Linked DNA regions of Mus musculus: regions 2 and 3 are each linked to region 1. Evidence: chromatin contacts called from public HiChIP or PLAC-seq and promoter capture Hi-C data. All regions are on one chromosome and are shown on one strand. The core of a region is the stretch at or near the end of the contact, and the rest is flanking DNA. Distances in the headings are between cores, read along the strand shown. Region 1 holds the start of Mill2 (MHC I like leukocyte 2). Region 2 holds the start of Pnmal2 (PNMA-like 2). Region 3 holds the start of Ccdc8 (coiled-coil domain containing 8).

Region 1 (4,838 bases), core at 1,618-4,117:
GATCACTGGTGGTGGCCTTTAGGGTTTCAAATGTCCAAGCAAGGCCCAGTGTCACTCTCTTCCTTATGCCTGCTGATCCCGATGGATGTAGAACTCTCAGACCCTGCGGCACTGTGTTTGCCTGCATGCCACCATGCTTCCTGCCTTGATGACAATGGAGTAAGCCTCTGTAAACAAGATCCAAGTAAATAAGGCTTTCCTGTATAAGAGTTGCTGGGGTCATGGTGTCTCCTCACAGCAATAGAAACCGTAAGTAAGACAGGTCTCACTGTCCCCTTCAAAGCTCTGCTTCATGATTCACTTCATTTTCCTGAACCCATTTCATCCCTCCCAATAATGTCACAGACTGGGGTTCAAGTTTGCAATGATGGGCCTTCGGGTGACATTTGCCTCAACCATAGCAAAGGCAGAGGAAAATCTCACATAACGGGGCAATTTCTGCTATTAGGAAAATAAACTATGTGTTGTTTCATGTATGTTAAGAAAATATTATTAAAATATACAAAATATAGGAAAAGGATGAAGGATTTCACCAGGCTTTGGACATAAGGAAATACAATTCAGGCAGCTGGGGCTGGAGCTAAGGGGCGAGCCCTTCCCTGGCATGTGTGGGTCTGTGGGTCCAGTTCCCATGACCACAGTGCTAAGTAGTCTATCAGATGGGAATTCTCCTGGATAACTGTAATGCAGCTGAAGGTTAGGACTCATCATGGGATTTGGATCGGATCAGACAAATATTTATCTAGTTGAAATATACTCTCAGGGCCTTTACTCTGTATCCTGTAGATTCTGATACGTTCAGGGCCTTTACTCTGTGTCCTGTAGATTCTGATACGTTCAGGGCCTTTACTCTGTGTCCTGTAGATTCTGATACGTTCAGGGCCTTTACTCTGTGTCCTGTAGGTTCTGAGTGACAAAGACAAGTCCACACAGTTCGTCATTTGTAGTCCATGCACCACTCTGTTGGGGGAATGTCTACATCTCAAAGAAAAGAAAACTGACATAGACATGTCATCAGGTCCTTCTGGTGATTTGGAAAATAACCCCCACCGCAAGTGGTAGTGCATGTGTATACACCATTTGGGCCAGGAGGTGGCCAAGTTTCAAGGCATCCTGGGCTACATGGTGGGGACACTGTCAAAAGCAAGTAGCCAGGTGATAGGAAGTGGCTTAGTGAATAAGAATGTTGCTCTGCAAACACAGGTCCTGGGTTCGAATCCCCAGCACCCACATAAAAAAGAAGAGCATGGCTGTGCATTCCCGTAACCCCTCCTCCCACAGCTTTGAGGAGCAGAGACAGGCAGTCCTGAAAACTCACTGGTCAGCCTGCTGGAACCATGAACCTCCACGTCAGCCAGAAACCCTGTTTCAGGAGAGTAGAGGAAGATCCTTGCTGTTCTGTCCTGTGCATATCCTGCATACCTGTTGCAACACACACACACACACACACACACACACACACACACACACACTATTTCCTATTGAGAAAATTAATTCTAGCTAGCCAGCCAGGCAGAGCTCTATGGATTCAAGGCCAGCCTGGTCCCAGGATAGCCAGGGCTACCCAGTGAAACCCTGTCTCAAACAACAAGCAAGAGACAACAACAATAAAAATAATTATTCCAGATATTAAAAGAACAATCTTCTATAGCTACCCCTGGAACCAAGGACTGGAGGGGGAAGAGTCTCAGTTGAGTGTTTTGAGCTTCTACTCCGCCCCCAGCTCCTCCCTGATACTTGCTCAGATAGTTCCCAGACAGACAGACACCCTCCACAGCTTGTCTCATCACAGGCCCCTACCACTCTTAATCCTCAGTTTTCTCGGGCTTCACAGTCACTGTAACCTGACAATGAGCAAAGACACCAATCAGGTCCTCTCCAGACACAGCATCCAGACCTCTGCCCATGGTGTGCAGACACTCACCAACTCCCTGTTTCTTCTGGGAGTTTCTTCAGGGCAGGGACACTAAATGCTCCTCCTCCCGCCCCGCCCCCCCCCCCCCCGGTCTCTGTGTCAGGCCTTTTTTTGTAGTCTTCCCCTGCAGACATCCCTTTTCTCCTAAGAAGGCCACCCACTGAGGTCTAGAAAAGGGCTGCCTGTTCCTTCTTGCAGGGGCTTCCGGTGGTAGACCGCGTACTCCAATAGTCATGTGTCCTCCAGCTGACAATAAAGGCTCCCCAATGTAACCCCACGCCCCACTTATGTCAGCTCGGGGAATGTTTTACGAAGGCTGCTGGGCTTGCTAAGCCTTCCTCCAGTTTCAGTTTCCTCCGCTCCACCCTTTGCCTCTCCCTCCCGTACTCTTTCCTGTGCCTATGCGCTCTGACCTATTCCTTACGGTTGGGATTCAGAGCAGAGAGCAGGGGCTGTGCCGCCTATTTTACACACCAAAGCAGACCTAGCCCCTAGGTTCTCCCGGTATCCCTCAGTCCCTACCTACCTAGCACACCCGGACCTCTACTCTGAATTTTCCAGCCCAGGGTCTGGGCTTCTCCTCCCCCAGAAGATTATTATTTTCCTTTATAATCCAAACATTTCTGGTCCTCTTCTCTCTCTGTGCACACACACACACTCTCTTTTTCTTCCCCCTTTCCTCTGTCTCCCTCTCCGTTGTGACTTCCCTAGTTTGGTTCCTTGGGACAGCCATTTCTCTATGTACACTCTAATTTCACTCATTTAAACAGTGTGACTCATCCCTCCCCTGCTTACAGGGATGGTCCCCATCCTGCCCAGAGCTCACCTTGGATGCTGGATCCCCGTGAGTCTCTAAGGAGCAGCCCTAAGATCAACAGTAGGACTGCTGGTCTGAATTCTCTGGGCTTTCCAGAACTGGCTTTCATTTTTCTCAAATGGAGTTTTGTGCAAACATACTCCTCCCTTCAGAGCTCCACCCATCAGCTAAGTGACGAGAACACAGTCCTGGCTGTCTTCAGAACTCACTTTGTAGACCAGAGATCTGCTGCCTCTGCTGGGATTAAAGTTGTGTACCACCACTCCTCTTTTTATTTTTAAGGTCAGATGAGTTACTCACATCTGAATGTCTTCTAAGACACTCCGATATCTCTTACACCAACAGATTCCTCCTGATATTGTCAAATGAATCACCATCAAAAGTAGTTTGAACAGACTGGTGAACACAGCTGAAGGGATGTTGAAGGATGTCCGAAGGGTCCATACCTTGTAGCTTCTGTAATAGTCCTTTGCCAGCTCAGAAGGGGAATTGAATGCAAGATGAACACAGCCCAGGTCAGTAACTAATTGCCTGAGAATTAACAAATCTAAACTAACATTGTTTAAATAGTGTTAACTGGGATGGAAGCTTTTTTGTTGTTTTGAGTCAGGATTTCTCTGTGTAACAGCCCTGGCTATCCCAGAGCTCTCTTTTTAGACCAGGCTAGCCTTGAACTCACAGAGATCTGCCGTCTGCCTCTGAAGTGCTGGGATTAAAGGTGTGCACCGTTTATGCCAGGAGACTACACTAACATTCTTATGATGACAATAATGCTCTATTTTCCGTATGTGATTTTTAATTCTATTCCATTTTCATTTATGCTAAAGGGCTAACACTGGCTGTACTGGCTGGTTTTGTGTGCCAATTTGATACAGTCTAGAGTCATCAGAAAGAAAGTAGGCTCAGTTGAGGAAATGCCTCCAGGAGATCCATCTGTAAGGCATTTTATTTTATTTTTTTCACTTAGTGATCAATGAGGGAGGGCCCAGCCCACTGTGGGTGGTGACAACCCTGGGCTGGTGGTCCTGTGTTCTATAAGAAAGCAAGTTGTTGAGTGAGCCATGGGAAGCAAGCCAGTATGCAGTATTCCTCTGTGGCCTCTGTATCAGCTCCTGCATCCAGGTTCTCACCTTCTTTAGTTAGTTCCTGTCTTAGTTAGGGTTTCCATTGCTATGAAGAGACACCATGACTAAGGCAAGTCTTTTTTTTTTTTTTTGGTTTTTCGAGACAGGGTTTCTCTGTATAGACCTGGCTGTCCTGGAACTCACTCTGTAGATCAGGCTGGCCTCGAACTTAGAAATCTACCTGCCTCTGCCTCCTGAATGCTGGGATTAAAGGCGTGCGCCACCACGCCCGGCTTAAGCCAAGTCTTATAAAGGCAAACACTTAAGTAGGGTTGGTTTACAGTTTCAGAGATTTAGTCTATTATCATCAGAGCAAGAAGCATGGCAGTGTGCAAGCAGACATGGTGCTGGAGAAGGAGCTGAGAGCTCTGAATCTTGATCTGAAGGCAACCAGGAAAAACTATTTTTCAGGTAGCCAGGAGAGTCTCCTCTGACATTCATGCAATCTCTTAACTGCAATCCCCTATAAAATAAAAAACAGATCACATATTTCCAGCATCACAGGATATACATTACCATTCCAAAACATCATAGTGAGAAAATACTGGACCAAAGCAAGATAGGAAACCAGTGTTGAGTCCTGTTTATACTCCCTCCAAACATCATGTGCCTCCTTGGATCTTGCCTCACCACATGTCTTGTTTCAGCAAGTGAATCTGTCTTAGCAAAACTCCACGTGAGTCTATATCAACTGACATTACTGCCAACTGGCCTGAGTCCTTGGAAGCAGCAAGAAGCTGCCAGCACACCATCAGAAGTTTTTTGGTGTGTTTCTCTCTATGGAGTCCCAACAAATAAAGTTCAACTAGGCAATGTAAGATGGACCAATGTAGACAGATTGTTAGCAAAGACTCCTTCATCACATGTCCTTTCACGTGCTTGATTTGGCAAAACATCCTTTCACCTGTGTCTGCTTCAGGACAACATCCTTTGACATAATAGACTTTCCAAAGAAAGCAGAAGTTTCTACTTCACATGGGTC
Region 2 (4,838 bases), core at 1,519-4,018, 1.9 Mb after region 1:
GAATGCCAGGCACCTACACACACTCACGCGGGAGGCGTGGAGGGGGGCTCCAGAGGTAGAGCAGAGACCCCTCAGTGTCTTCGGACCCATTTCTCCTCCGCACCCACTGGCCACTGCATCCGAGTGTCTGGTCTCTTTTTCCTTGTCATATCTAGGCTGCAGCCATAATGATCGCTCGCGCCATCGCCATCTGTTCATAGAGCTGAGAGGGAAAGCTGGGCACCGGCCATAGCCAGCCAGGGACGCAGCAGCGCACAAAGCAAATGCACACGGTTAAGCGAGAGGGGGCTGCAGGGAGGAGAGAGAATAGGAGGAAAGTAGGGAGGGAAGTCCACACACAAGAGACAGGGCTTGTAGTGACATCTGCGGCACTAACGGCATTTGGGCGCCCGCCTTGGGCCCCTGCGTGCTTTCTTTCCGCGGGTAGACTTGGGAACAGCAGCTGGCTGTCCCTTGGCCTCGCCAGCCCTGGCACGGGCCCCGGCTCCTGCGGATCCCTTCTTCTTCTTGTTGTTGTTCCCCGCATGGTCCTCGGTTGAAACCCCGCTCCCCGTTTTCTTCTCTGGGGTGACAGCCCGGCCACGACCGCGGCCACCCCTGCGGGCTTTGCGTGCCCGGGATGCGGTGGAGACCGCGGTGGCGCCGGCCGGTGGGAGGCCTTTGGAGCCTGTGCGCGCTCTCTTGGCGCGCGGCTTCTTGGACACGCTGTCACCAGGTTCGGACTCTTCGCTGTCAGTGTCCTCGGAATCTCCCTCTGACTCTGTGTCTGAATCCTCGTCCGATTCCTCGTTGGATTCTAGATTCTCCTGGGAGGCCAGGAAAGCCAGGACCTCAGATAAACCACCTTGGCTATGGTCACACTTCCGGCCACCACTTCCACCACTGCCCCACCTGCTGGCTTCTTCTTCTCTCACAGCTTCCACCATATCTTGCGCAGCCAAGAGTGCCACCAGCTCCAATAGGCCACCCTGGTGGCCCTCAGCGGTCCAGCCTCTGAGGAGACCTAGCCCAGACTTCTTTCCCTTAGGGCAGTTCTCTGCCTCAGCCAAGGTAGAAATACATTCCAGAAGATTCCCATCTTCCTCTGCCTTCCTCAGGACCATGGCGTCCACCTGACGACCTGCCTCCTCTACCTTCACCCTGGGCCCAGAGGTGTCCTTAGCCATGACGGACAGGACTTGAGGAAGGACATCTTTTTTGTCTTTTTTGTCGCCCCAGCCGAGGGTCTCAATCACAGAAGCTATTTTTAGCATTTCCTCTCTGGCAGAGGGGTCAGCGGGGTCTGTATAAGCCACAATAGCCACAAACTCGGGGCTATCCATCACTTCCTTTCCGTGCTCTCCATTTTCCAGAGACTCGCTGTCGGAATCATCTTCATCGTCATCTTCATCTTCGTCATCATCTTCATCATCTTCATCTTCGTCATCTTCATCATCATCATCCACCTCTGTCTCTACCTCCACTGCGGGGGTATCTCTCACAGCCAGTAGCGCGACTAAATCAGGAACCCCGCTCTTTTCGTCTTTGATGTTTAAGCAGATAGACTCTGTCCCAGGAAGGTCTTTCTCTATCTCTTCCTTCTTAGCTTTGTCGGTGACAGTGACAAGTGCCAAGAATTCTCGGGGGCCATCTCCTTCTTCCTGGTCACCCCGAAAGGCCCACTTCTTGGTGAGCTCTTTGGCAGCTGCTTGGAGCGTGGCATACAGGGCCCTCTGGTCTTCATCTACGCTCAGGTCCTCTGCGTAGATCTCCTCTATGACGATACCCAGGCTGTCATCAGAAGAGTCTTCCGACTCACTCCTGGCTCGCCGCCCTCCCCGGCTCCTCTTCTGGCCCTTCTGAGCCGTCAACTTGTGGCTTCTGGATCGGCGCTTGCCTCCCCGACGGCCCCGACGGCCGCTCCTAGCTGCCCCTTCAGAGGAGCCAGCCTTCTTGGCCTCCTTCCCTAATCCCTTGGCCTGGGCTTGGGCCTCCAATACCAGAGGGATGGCTATTTCTCTGAAGTCATCCATGGGCCTTTCATCCAGCAACAGGCGCCTCATCTGCCTAAGGACCCGCGCATCTTGCCCGCGGTCCTTACTCAGGATTTTCCAAATCCCATTCTCTCCCCTAATGTGGATAGGTATGGCAGAGTGATCGAAGTCTGCCCCAAATTCTACAAGGGCTGCCTGAGACTTCTCTTTGGTTACAGCTCTCACAGTCCGAAGCCTGTAGTTGCCCAGGGGCTGCAAGTTCGGACTCAGGGTAGCTTCGATGTCCGCCTGCTGCAGGCGCTCAGGGATGCCCGTGATCAGGAGGGCCCTGTGCACCTCCACTTCCAGCTCCTTACACCAATCTTGCAGAAGGTTCATCGTCATGGCGCTGCCCGGCGGAGGCTAATCTTAGGCGGGAGGGAGCCCGAGAAAGGGGTGGGCTACTGAACACAGGCTAGGTCAATCCCACTCTGGAAAGGCCACCAGCAGGGTGAGAGTCCAGACTCCGGGTTTGGGGCTGTAGGCTATAGCTACCTGCTAGCTTGCCGGACTCAACGGTCTTCCCCCGGGGCAATCCGAGGGTCCGCAGGGGGCTTACGTGTACTTTCTCCGGGCTGTCCCGGGTTGCTCCTCCCTTCCCTTTGTCCCTGACAACCTAGGTGACTGGACACCGCTGGTGGAGTACAGGAGGGCGACGATCAACGCACCTGGTGGGCGTGGGGGTGAGTGAGAGCAGCGGCTCGCCTGTGCTCCCGCGGAGTCTGGAGTGAAGCGCGTACCCGGGTCTAGACGCTCAGCGGGGCCGCTGCGGAACGGCAGCCTCGGTCTGCGCCTGCGCGGACCCAATCACCTCTCCGCCCCCTCCTGCTAGTCCCCGTCTCCATAGTAACACTGCAGGCTGCAGCTGGGGTCTGCCCGGGTACGGTCGCAGCAGCTGCTCTTAAAGGGCCAGGTGGGAAGGAGGGTTTAGGGACTAGTGAGCCAAGAAGGAAGACAAAGTCACTGTGAAAACCACTGAAGGTGATCAGTCTCACTTCAAGGGATAGACAGACACCTCCTTGGAAAGAATAGAGGCTTCCACCAGGGTCATTTATTCTGGCTTTGTTTTTTGAAGCAAGGCCAGGCTAGCCTTGAACTTGCCATGTAGCCAAGGATGACCTTGAACTTCTGATTCTCCTGCTTCCGCCCTCCTGCGATTACAGGCCTCAGTGGTGTCTAGCCTGCGCTGTTTTATTAATACGTCTCTGGGGCTCGGGGCCAGGGTTTTCTGCATGCTGCGTAAGCACTCTACCAACCGAACTACATCCTCATTCCTGCGGGACAGATAGACCTCTGATTAATAAAGCCCCAAATCAAACTGTCCTTTGGAGGTGTAACCTCACACGGGCTCTATGTTTTACCGTATCCTCAATAGCAAGCAGAAACGCCCCGGTCAGCTGTCCTTTATGAGCCAAGGGGTATCATTTCGGGTGTGTGGTACTCAGTATGTGGGTACCAGACTCATGGAGACCAGCTTCACTCATGGATGTCCCTATATTCTGCTTCTGAAACGGGATCTCACTTTGTAGGCCAGTTTAGCCTAGAACTGTGTAGCTCAGGTTAGCCACAAACTCATAGAGATCTGTCAGCCTCTGCCTCTGCCCTCTGCCCTCTGCCTTCTGCCTTTGCTTGCTGAATGCTGGATTGACGTTGTATGCTAGCACACCTGGATCCTTTTGGGGTTTGGTTTTTGAAACAGGATATCACTATGTAGCCCAGGCTAGCCTCAAAGTCCTGGTAATCCTCCTGCCTCAGAATGCTGGGATCATAGGTGTGAGCCACTGTACCCAGATATTCCAAATTTTTTATTTTGAAATTTTTGTTTTATTTATGATTTGTGTGTGTGTGTGTGTGTGCATATGTACGATGCATGTGCGGTGGGGCATGCCTGTGCACAGCATATGTATGGAGGTCAGAGGACAACTTTTAGGTCAGCTCTCACCTACCACCATACCCATGGTCCATTGCTTTAAAGGCCCTTGAGCTGCCTGTCCCTCCCTCTATGAGTTGAATAGACTATCTGTTGGATTTATATTCTATCCTTATTGCTTTCTCAGCAGCAACTTCGAGAATCTTCTAGAACTTTCCCTGATCTGTTTGCTTCTCTGTGAAATGGTGACAGCCATTGTTCCTTTTCCTAAGGGTCTCCTGGAGACCCCAGCCCATGAGAGTGAGGGGAGAGAAGCTGGCTTAGTTGCCTCTCCTTGAACAACGGCTGTGTGTGCTGTTTATCAGGCCTGAGGTTACATAAGCATTTGTTAAATAATAAACACGAACAGAACAAAACCACCTTGGGTTCCCCCCATCCTCTGGCTTTGTTATTTGCTTTGTCAGTAAAGAAAAAAAAAAAAAAAAGGTTGATGGCACAGTTCCCATGGCAACCGGGCACTGTGCAAACTGCTTACCTGTTCTCCATTTCCCCTGCTCATGTCCCTCAGACAGAAACGCCATGCTAGCCTCAAATGCAAAATGCCTGTGTGATGTGGCATTTTACAGCAACCATCATTAATTAATACAAAGCCAAAGTGAATTTTCTGAATATCTTATCTAACCCCAAAGCTTACATTATCTCCAGATCGACTTGGGTTCCAAAAAAAATTTTTTTTGTTTCTTTCACTGTGTGTGTGTGTGTGTGTGTGTGTGTGTGTGTGTGTGTGTGTATGTGTGTGTGAACATGGAGGCACTAGAGTGGATCCACAGGACAAGATGAAAAACCTAAATCACATACGTTTTTACATCTGCTGTGGACAGCTGTAGGGAAAGCTCACATGGAAATGAACACCATATAATGAACTAACCCATCTTTACATATGACTGAGGACATGG
Region 3 (4,838 bases), core at 1,006-3,505, 1.8 Mb after region 1:
TTCAGCCTCTGCCCTTGGACTAGCTGCAGCCTCTGCCCTTGGACTAGCTGCAACCTCTGCTCTTGGATCAGCTGCAGCCTCTGCCCTTGGACTAGCTGCAGCCTCTGCTCTTGGATCAGCTGCAGTCTCTGCCCTTGGACTATCTACAAGCTCTGCCTTCTGGTTAGCAGCAGCCTCTGCTATTGGACTAGCTGCAGCCTCTACTCTTGGATCAGCTACAGCCTCTGCCCTTGGACTAGCTGCAGCCTCTGCTCTTGGATCAGCTGCAGTCTCTGCCCTTGGACTATCTACAAGCTCTGCCTTCTGGTTAGCAGCAGCCTCTGCTATTGGACTAGCTGCAGCCTCTGCTCTTGGATCAGCTGCAGCCTCTGCCCTTGGACTAGCTGCAGCCTCTGCCCTGGGACTAGCAACAGCCTCTGCCCTGAGACTAGCTGCAGCCTCAGTCCTTGGACTAGCTGCAGCCTCTGCCCTTGGACTAGCTGCAGCCTCTGCTCTTGGATCAGCTACAGCCTCTGCCCTTGGACTAGCTGCAGCCTCTGCTCTTGGACTAGCAACAGCCTCTACTCTTGGATCAGCTGCAGTCTCTGCCCTTGGACTAGCTGCAGCCTCTGCCCTTGGACTAGCTAGAGGCTCTGCCCTCTGGTTAGCTGCAGCCTCTGCCCCCTGGTTCTCTGCAGCCTCTGGGTGCTCCTCAGCTGGCATGCCTGTTCCCTGAGCGAAGGGTGGCACCTGCTCCTTCCTGCATCGTCTCAGGGAAACCCACTTGATCTTGGGCTTCCAGCGTCTAGTACCCAGCATCTGGTCACTCCGGTCTCCTGTGTTTCTGGAGCTATCATCGTCCGAGCTGGCTTGGCTGTGTCTCATTTCTCCAGCCCTCTCAGCTGCTGTGGAGGCCTGCTGGGTCTGGCCCACCTCGGAGCCTGATCTGGGTGCCCAGCCCTTCACCCTCTGTTTCAGCTTCCCCCAGGACACCTGGCTAACATACTCCCTCCATCTGTCGGCCTTGGATGGCTGGGGCCCCAGGTTGTTCTCAAACATGGGCACTGGAAGATTGACTCGGCGTCGTGGAGGAGGCGCGCTGGGCTTCTCCCCACGGCGGAGGAAGGCCTCCACCAGCTCCTGATCATCCTCACTCTCCACATCGCTGCCCAGGAATTTGCTGCCCAAGTAACTGACCGGCATTTTGCGCACCTTCCTGGTCCTCCCGGAGGAGCTCCTGTTGCCTTTGACTTTGGAGGTATCGAAGTCACTCAACTCACTGTCGCTGCCATTGCTGCTGTCATAGGTACCTACAACCAGCCGAAGTGGAGGAGTGACCATCTGCGGGACTCTCCTCACTCTCAGCTCCTTGGTTCTTTTGCGGGGTTGGGGTGGGTGTGGAGTGCTCTTTTCGATGATACGGGCCACATCTTCCAGGGTGCGGCCCTCCTCCTGCAAAAACTGGATTAGCCGCTCCCGAAACTCAGCTTCCTTCGTTGCAGGCTTGGAGATGACTCTCCACACGCCCCCAGCCAGGCGGACCTCCCGGGGGATGAGCAGATAGTCAACATCCTCCCCAATCTGCAGCATCCCCACCGTGGAGTCCTCTTCTTTGCGGAACACCTTTCCGATTTTCTTAAAGGTGCCCACAGGCCTTAAGGCCTCCACTAACACGTCCAGATCGACATCTTTGCAGACGTCGGGGACACTCCAGAGGATCAGGCAATCGGGAGACGGAAGGAAGCCCCAGGGGAACCATCCCCCTACGTGGCTTTTTTCGAGAGTCTTTAAGATCTCCAGCGTGGACGCTCGAGTGGGGGCAAAAAGCCCAGACACTTGGCTGCTAGTCTTGGGGAGGGGGCGGTGGACAGTCCTAGCAACTCTGCTCGCACAGAGTGTCTCCTCCCTACAATTTTCTCTTCAGGAAACAAGTCCAAGTTGGCTTCCCCAACCCCCTCGGAGTTGTAGCAAGCAGTTTTCCAGGATGCTTACATGAACTGAAGCACGCTCATTCCCGAGGCTCAAAGTTCAGTCCAAACTGGAATCGCCAGTGTCCCGGCTCCAAGTTGGGGTCCCACGAGCTCCGATCGCTTCTCCCTTGCCCCAGACACCAGGATATAGCTGAAAGTTCTTGGGAGGACTCTGCAGACAAAGACGGCTCAGCGTGGCCTTTCAATATGGCGAGGTGCTTAAAGGCCTCCGCCCAGCCCCGAGGAGGGTCTCCCGCCCCCAGGCAGTCTGCCACCCGCTCCAAACTGACCTTGCGCTCAGTCTGTGGTGGAGCTGAGAGCCGCAGGAAGTTTCTGGGCGCCCTCCCCTCCTGGGTGAGGCCCACCTTCTCCTTCTCATCTTACACTCTAAGCCTGGGAAGACTGGCAGCGGGGCTGTCCACTCCCCTTCAGGGCAGCCTCCCTCTCCTCCCCCACAGAGGTGTGGCTGCCCCCCAGAGCCTCAATGGGGCCAGGGCTTCCCTTAGCTGCAGCCAAAACCCACGTCATCATCCTTCCCAAAAGGCAACGGGTCCCCCAACCTGCCATCCTAGACGTGCAAGCCCAAAAGGTGCGAGTGCTGATGGCTCAAATCCTTTGAAGGCTATTGCAATTATGAACGTGCGTTTAAAATTAAGGGGATGGGACTAGAGGTGGCTCAATGGTTAGGAGCATGGGCTACCTTTATGTAAGACCTGGGTTTGACTCCCAGAACCAATACGATGGCTCAAAACCCTGTTTATTTCCAGTTCCAGGGGATCCAATACCCTCTTCTGATCTCTGTGAGCACTGCATATACGTGGTACACACACACACACACACACACACACACACACACACACACACACACACACAGAGAGAGAGAGAGAGAAGACATTCATGCACACAAAAAGGGGCACACAAGATAACCCAATGGGTAAAAACATTTCCCCAAAGCCTGAATTCAATCCCAGAACCCACATAAAACCAATTCTACAAAGTTATTGTTCAATCTCCACATGTGCACCCCTATACACAGATTGTACATATATTAATTCACACACGATAAACACGGGTTTTGTTTGTTTGTTTGTTTGTTTGTTTGTTTTTCGAGACAGGGTTTCTCTGTGTAGCCTTGGCTGTCCTAGAACTCACTTTGTAGACCAGGCTGGCCTCGAACTCAGAGATCCACCTGCCTCTGCCTCCCAAGTGCTGGGATTAAAGGCGTGCGCCACCATGCCCAGCCCGATAAACACGTTTTTAAAGTAAAATATTTTCTTGGAGTTGGAGAAATGGCTCCATGGTTAAAAGCACAGGCTGCTCTTTCAGAGGACCTGGGTTCAATTCCCAGCACCCACATAATGCTCATAAATGTCTGTAACCCCACCTCTAGGGGATTTAACACCCCCCCCCCACTGATATACATCAAAACACCAAAGCACATAAAATAAATATATTTTTTAAATAAAAAATTTTCTTAAAAATAAAAAAACCTTTAAGATCACAGAGATGTTGTACCCTCAGTTCTTAGTTTATGTATCCCACGTGGCCTCAAACTTTCAGGGATCCTCCTGCCTCAGCCTCTGTCTACTAGGCTTTACGTAGGCCACTATTATCAGGCTTAAGCAACAACAACAACGGCCAGGTAAGGAAGTGACTTTAATATCAATATAAGAACATATATCAGGCATGGGATGCACACTTGTGATCGCAGTAATTGAAGGCAGGGGGATGAGGAGGGTAAGGTCACTCGCAACTTCAGAGAGCTCACACCAGCCTGAGCTACAAGAGACCCAGGGGCTGGAGAGGTGTCTCTGTGATTAAGAGCGCTTGCTGCTCTTATAGAGGATTCGGTTCCCAGCACCCACGTAGTGGCTTACAGTCACCCAGAACTCCAGTTGATGGGGATCTGATACCTTCTAACCTTCACAAGAAGCATGCCTGCAAAGGTTACGCAAGCGAGAGCGCGCGTGCGTGAGCGCACACACACAATCATAAAAAAAAAAAATTAAAGTAAGATAAACATTTGTGATTTTATTTAACCCAGAAAAACCTTGGAGGCAGATCATGAGCAATGAGGAAAAGGGAAAGGGGACGGAGAAAAAGAAGGTGCAGGAGAGGATTTTTCAGGTTCAGGTTTGGAGTCGGGGTGGGGTGCTTTGTTTGGGTCCTGTCCTGGCTTCAACGTCCCCATTGGGGGTAGGAGGGAGGACGCTTTTGCTGGCTCTGCTTAGGTGAACTTTCCTCCTCTTCACGACATGGAATTCTAGCTGCTCAGCCCAAGGCCTTGAACGTGACTAGTGGTCTCCAAGGCAACAAGGGGCCCTGGCTGAGCTTAGGGGAGAAGCTGGGAACTTCCACACAGCAGGCACAGAGGCAGCCCCTCCTCTGGCCCCTCCAGCCTTCCTTAGGCCTCTTCCCCAAAGCAGAGGTGCTTTGAAGAGAAGCCAAGACACCCCTACCACACCCCGCAAGGGCTTTTAAAAGTGGTGGCGTGTGAATTCTAAGTCTTGAGGTTGGGGATTTAGCTCTGTGGGGGAGCATTTGTCTAGCAAGCATTGGGTGGGGGTTATAAAGAACCCTAAATCATGGGGCTGGAGATGATCCTGGAGAGTTCAAGCGCTTCCTGCTCTTTGACGAGGACCAAGTTCAGCTCCCACATGGTGGCTCTCACAAGCATCTGTAACTCCAGGTCCAGGGGATCCCGTGCCTCTTTTTGACCTCCAGGGGAACCCGGCAGACACATGGTACACATGCATACATACAGGTAAAATAGGTCTAATTTTAAAATCTTCTTAACCTGGTTCTAATCGTGTGATCCAGGCTTCTCTGGAGGCCGAGACAGGAAGATCAAAAGTTCAAGGGCTTAATTTCTCCCCCCACTCTGGCTAT

What was found. Promoter capture Hi-C pulls out the DNA fragments that hold promoters and counts their contacts. HiChIP or PLAC-seq counts read pairs in DNA pulled down with a chosen protein or histone mark.
Region 2: a promoter capture Hi-C map of embryonic stem cells shows a contact between it and region 1, with 9 times the contacts expected there. The contact joins the promoter of Pnmal2 here to the promoter of Mill2 in region 1. A contact is called at or near these places in 3 of 39 promoter capture datasets (cranial neural crest, embryonic stem cells and maxillary cranial neural crest) and 1 of 115 datasets of contacts at active chromatin or transcription factors (stem cell-derived neural progenitor cells).
Region 3: an H3K27ac HiChIP or PLAC-seq map of embryonic stem cells shows a contact between it and region 1, with 8 times the contacts expected there. The contact joins the promoter of Ccdc8 here to the promoter of Mill2 in region 1. A contact is called at or near these places in 2 of 39 promoter capture datasets (the 3T3-L1 cell line and hippocampal neurons) and 1 of 115 datasets of contacts at active chromatin or transcription factors (embryonic stem cells).

Annotation. Positions count from the first base shown.
Region 1 is chr7:18,837,995-18,842,832 of GRCm38.p6, reverse strand. Mill2 (MHC I like leukocyte 2) reads right to left here and starts at 2,867. Exons shown (of 6, transcript NM_153761.3): 1 at 2,742-2,867; 2 at 1,319-1,363. The coding sequence starts at 2,841.
Region 2 is chr7:16,942,612-16,947,449 of GRCm38.p6, reverse strand. It overlaps Pnmal2 (PNMA-like 2), which reads right to left and starts at 2,768. Exons shown (of 1, transcript NM_001099636.2): 1 at 1-2,768. The coding sequence starts at 2,357. The coding sequence ends at 372.
Region 3 is chr7:16,991,319-16,996,156 of GRCm38.p6, reverse strand. Ccdc8 (coiled-coil domain containing 8) reads right to left here and starts at 2,255. Exons shown (of 1, transcript NM_001101535.2): 1 at 1-2,255. The coding sequence starts at 1,569.